Linked DNA regions of Zea mays: region 1 is linked to region 2. Evidence: chromatin contacts called from public Hi-C data. All regions are on one chromosome and are shown on one strand. Each heading gives the region's core, a stretch centred on a gene start, on an enhancer-like site or on the middle of the called end of the contact. The rest is flanking DNA. Distances are from core to core; before and after follow the strand shown. Region 1 holds the start of LOC100280275 (Protein-tyrosine sulfotransferase). Region 2 holds the start of LOC100127524.

Region 1 (2,708 bases), core at 77-2,576, 300 kb before region 2:
ATGTTAACAACTTCCACATTCCTGGTCAGATAAGCACGAAGAACATTATTTCACTAGACAGAAATGCAGTAAACCATATATCTCATTGAAATTATTTGGTTCATGATCCAAATTTGTAAAATAGAAGATAATTTTCCTAGAGGGAGTATTTCCAAAGAACATTTTTCATAAAGGCCACAAAATTAATTAATTAATTAAAAACAGCAGGGCAGATGGCACCCAGAATTTGAAGAAGACACACATTTCTTTTAACTGATTCAGACAGTTCACGGGAACAGTGCTATGATTAAGAACTCTGATGTGGTGCTCATAAAACAGATATGGTTTGTCGAATTGCCCAAATGGCATGGTGATGCAGTTGAGCAAAGTAGAGAGCTAACTTTGCTCACCTTGGATCGAACCGTAGTTTGTCGTAAGAACGCGGGCATTCCTGCGCGTTCGTATACAGCTTTTTGAGGAAGCTGCCAAGGCATGAAACATGAGCGGGATGTAGATTACTGTGGATCAAAGTGATGTCCAGTCCAGCGAATGTACCAGTGAAAGTAGGTGCGGCCTCCAGTCCTAGGAATGTGGAGGAAGAAGAGCAAATCCTTGAGGCTCAGTTTGTCCCCGTCCTTCACGCGCCCAGACGAGGCATCCGCCCAGCCCCTGACGACACCCTCGCAGTGTCTGTACCCATCGTCGGAACTGACAAGTGGAAGCAGAGCCACTGCACCACACCACCCGAACGGACGAGTGATTAGTCGAAAAACAGCGCAAAATCCGAGGCAGGTGTGTTTCCCAGCTCAACGAGCGCACCCCGCCGAAACAGTCCCAGCGAATGAATCGCTCGATCAAAACGGCGAACGCAGCCGCAGAACAGAGTTCGGACGTGCCGACTGCCGAGGAGACATGCGAGAGCCAAGGAAGAGGGGGAGGGCGCACCTGATACGAAGACGAGGAGCGCGAGCGCGCGCACGCCCAATCGAAGCGCCGCCCGCGCCATCGGTTCGTCTGGGGCACCGTCCCGCCCCCAGATCCGGCGGCGAACGCGGCGCCCAGGGGCAGCGATCGGGGAGCGAGGAGAGACACGAACACAGCGGCGACAGAATGGAGGACGACGAGCATTAAAAAGGGATGCGGGGGAGGAAACGGAAATGGAAGGACCACGAGCGGGTGGCGGCAAGCGGGGGACAGACGTAAGGGGTCGACTCGAGGACCTCGGCACCGGCGCGGGCGGCCCGGCACCCGCCGCTTTCCTCGCCTCCCTCGGTCTCCGAGCTCCCCACTGCCCTCTGCTCTCCTCTCTTCTCGTGGCGGCGTTGTTTATTCGCTCGCACGCCCAGCTGCCCAGCGCTTGAGCGCTAGTCCCAGTCGCTCGGGCCGGCACGCCCGAGGCGGGCGTAGTGGGGGTTGGCGCTTGGCTGTGGGCTGTGGCAGACTGGCAGCAGCGGTGGTGGGAATTGGGAAAGCGCAGCGGAAAGGCCAGCCGCCACGGCGCAGTGGGATGGTTTTTTTAGTGTGTAATGGGGTCCGATACGGAGCGATATTATTTATTTTCACATTTTTTTCTTAAGATTTAGATCAGATACAGATATTATTAAGTTGTCAGATAAGATTTAATGTATATCAATATTTTAAAAATCTAACTTTGGAAATACAGATACGGATAATTGTATATAGATGGGATATTGAGTACATAAACTCGAATATAAATTAGATCTCAATTCTTTTAAACAGATCGAATTCGACAACAGACGGAATATCCCATTCCGCGCCCTCCAGTCTTCAAATTCTTAATGTTTAAGGGTTTTTCACTTTAGATGTAAATATTTGGTGTTGAAGTATTTGAACCTCATTTTGAACTAGCATACTCTTGATCTAGATGGTCCCGTACATGACTAATTACTCTCCCACGCTTCGTTTTTCACTTTGGATGCAAATATTCGTTTTCCACGCACAGGATGAATCCTTAAACACCCATAGTTTTTGGTCGGTTTCACGCTACCGGCCTCAACCCTCTATCGGATTCGGGAGTCACCATCAGTCCGAGTTGCGCAAACCAACCAGCCAACCAACGATTGATTTTGCAAATTTTTTCATTGTTTTAGGGCATGTATAGCTCAAAAGATCTGGTTTTTTTTCAAATACAAGAGATACTTCATAATATAATTGTGGATATTTAGATCACAAATACAGCTAAAAGACAATATATGTAAGTGTCATGTAGAAACAGACTCTTCGAGGGCAAGCTCATCTCTTATATTTTTTTCATTTAACCCTCCAGAGGATTATGGCCCTGTTTGGTTTGAGAGACTAAACATTATCCGTTTAGTATCATTTAGTTCCTAAATTACCAAAATGGTGGGATTAAAACAGGGTCTAAACTGATTTAGTCACTAGTCCCTCAAAGAGTGACTAAAAGGAACTAAACCATATTAATTTCATCTTTTGCCCTCGTTTATTTTAGGTGCATTAATGGCGAGAGAATGTTAAGTGACATTTTGGTCTTTTTATGAGTCATTTAATGTGTTATAAATATTTATAGTACCTGGAACCAAACATGATAGAGACTAAACTATAGTACCCCAATTAAACTTTAGTCTATGGACTAAACAAATCAAACATGCCCTATATAAATAGGGTTATACATGCCCTTATACACGTCTGTTTGTTTGAAGGCCACTCTTCTAAACTTTAGGGAAAAAACAAAATCCTATTTAGTTCTA
Region 2 (2,700 bases), core at 83-2,582:
AGACAGTTTATGACCGGACGGAGTGACAGATTTATACCAAATGCTGCCCCAGTAGTTCCCGGAATATCCGTCACCAGCCTGCATGAAAGAAGACGGTAGATCAGAGATGACATGACCAACCAACCAACTATATATGACGTTGTTGAGTTTTTATTTCAAAAATTTGGACCACTCGTCTAATTAAAAATACTTATTCGAAAATGTAAAAATTTTAAATGATTATCTTAACGGGACGTTTGTATCCATTCATTTTAAAGAAATTGAAAAGTAACCTATTTAGCTTGAAATTTAATATCCATCGTTTTCTAAAGTTTAGATATAAACCTATCTCAAATTCATTTGGTGAAGGATGAGAAATGATTTTATGTATTAGTAGAATTTGTTTCTACACTACAAATTATAGGACGCTCTTCGGCTCACTCCTCTATATTAAAAATGTAGCACATAAATATCTCTGACATCTTGCTAATAATAGTATACAAATATATTTTGCATAAAACCAAATTACTATTATTAGAATGAAATTCAATTCCAAGGAACCAAACGGTGCATAAGTGATAAAGCAAATCACAACAAAACAAATAATAATTCATGATTTATTTTAAATAAAACAAGTGGTCAAAATTTTTGAAGAAAAAAGATCAACCGTGGTGTCATATATTTAAGAACGGAGGGAGGGAGTATGAGATTTTACTTGTAACATATAACATATGTATGTATACATATATAGATAGTGAAGGGATCGATCGAGTGTGTGCAGGACGAGTACGTATAAATATTTTACCAGTGTAGGTACTCCCTAAGGTTCGGGTCGCTTGGGCTCGGAGCATCCGGGTCCACCATCACCTGAAGAACGAAGCATGCATGGCATCACGTACGATCATAAGCTAGCTAGCTAGCTAGGTAGCTAGCCAATGAAGAGAAGTAAAACGACGTGTATATATATATACGTACGAGGGTGTAGAAGGTCCTCATGTCAGGTCCCCCGACCTCGACCCTGGGCTGGTGCACCACCATGGACGGCTTGAGCTCGCAGCCGTTGGACACGGTCCTGGCCCCGTAGCTGACCCTGAGGTTGGTGGTCCGGACGAAGGGGTCCAGCACGTCGCCGACCACCCTACCAACCACCAGCGGCTCCCTGTCCCTGCCGGCCATGTCGATCTATCCGACGACCCTAGCTCTAGCTAGCTAGCTGCCTAGCTTGTGTGTGCTTGACCGCTGCAATCAACAACGGCCGGTACGTGACCAAGAAGGCTACTAGCTTGGTAGCTTAGCTTCGGTCGAGCTTGATAGCTAAGTCGTTTGGCCAAGGTACTACCTGCTGCTGGCTAGCTAGCTGATGATCGATGGCCAGTTTATATAGTGGCCGGTGGCCGGTACGTCAAGCTCACCAGGAGTATATATGATGCATGGTACCGTCACCAACTTGCTGCTGCATGCTATTGGCTGATATGAGTTAAGGTTTACTACTGTGTGTGGCTAGCTGCTGGCTATGTCGTTGTGCTGTTCCTAATAGTTTTTGTTGCTGCTGCTGCTGTCTGAGTCTGCTAGTAGCACATGCATGTCCCCCATAGAATCTCCAGTCATTTTCTCTATCTCCAATTCTTCTTGTGTGGACCTGATGACACTAGCTATGCACACTCGGTATATGCAGAACTAGTATGCTGGATGCGCGCGGGGCCGGGGCATCCGCATCGCGCGCGCGCTTTTGACCCTCGCGCGCGGCCCAAAAGCAGTGGCTACCATAGCAGCTAGAAGCTAGCTAGCTTCTCCTCAGCTAGCTCCTGCAGACCGCACGTACGTACACGTCTATCTGTCCATCTCAATCTGAATCTTAAGCGCGCAGCTGCTGCATGCTAGCTTCTCGACGATCAGTTCCGTAGCGCTAGCTCCAACTAATCTGTCGAGAGTATGTCTGCCAACCAGGCGCAAGTTTCATGGTCACCTTTTTTAGTGTTTTTTTCACAGTGATTTGCCCGGGCAGCATATGTATGTGTAGGGTGTTTCTTGTGCATATACTGCTACAATAATGTCCGCCTGCTGGTATTATTCTTCATTGCTGCTATCTGCTGGTGCTGTGCTGGGGTCACCCTATCCGATTTCCGATCCATCTGCCGCATAAACTAAAGCTAGCTTCGCCGCCCTTTTGTTTAAAGTAGCCAGGAAAATTTTTAGGAGAGGCTGAACTATGATCAACAGAGACATAATTTCACTAAACCGCTCACAACATACAAATATCATAGTTTAAAAATATCATAGTTTAAAGTAGTTATATATATTGAAACATCGATGAACGATGAAAATCATAAAATATATAATAAGAAATGTAGGATGTAATTTTACGGGAAGCTATATGGGGATGGAGGCACTATTGGCTCGGGAGCGATAGGGGGCTCGAGCCCCACCTGCTAGCTAGCTGCTGGTGCTGTGTTGGGGTCACCCTATCCGATTTCCGATCCATCTGCCGGTACACTAACGATGTAGGGACGATGCTCAACGCAGACGGAGCCAAGAAATTTTTTAGGAGAGGCTAAACTATGCTCAACGGAGATATAATCTCACTAAACCGCTCACAACATACAAATACCATAGTTTAAAGTAGTTTCATATTGAAACATCGATGAACGATGAAAATATAAAATATATAATGAGAAATGTAGGATGTAATTTTACGGGAAGCTATATGGGGAGGCACTATTT

What was found. A called contact is a pair of places that touch in the nucleus more often than the background predicts.
Region 1: a contact with region 2 is called in a Hi-C map of tassel, with 2.8 times the contacts expected there. The contact joins the promoter of LOC100280275 here to the promoter of LOC100127524 in region 2. A contact is called at or near these places in 4 of 25 Hi-C or Micro-C datasets (bundle sheath, ear, leaf and 1 more).

Annotation. Positions count from the first base shown.
Region 1 is chr6:85,962,029-85,964,736 of Zm-B73-REFERENCE-NAM-5.0, reverse strand. It overlaps LOC100280275 (Protein-tyrosine sulfotransferase), which reads right to left and starts at 1,326. Exons shown (of 12, transcript NM_001165575.2): 1 at 925-1,326; 2 at 535-709; 3 at 390-461. The coding sequence starts at 985.
Region 2 is chr6:85,657,661-85,660,360 of Zm-B73-REFERENCE-NAM-5.0, reverse strand. It overlaps LOC100127524, which reads right to left and starts at 1,332. Exons shown (of 4, transcript NM_001112781.1): 1 at 955-1,332; 2 at 785-846; 3 at 38-78. The coding sequence starts at 1,155.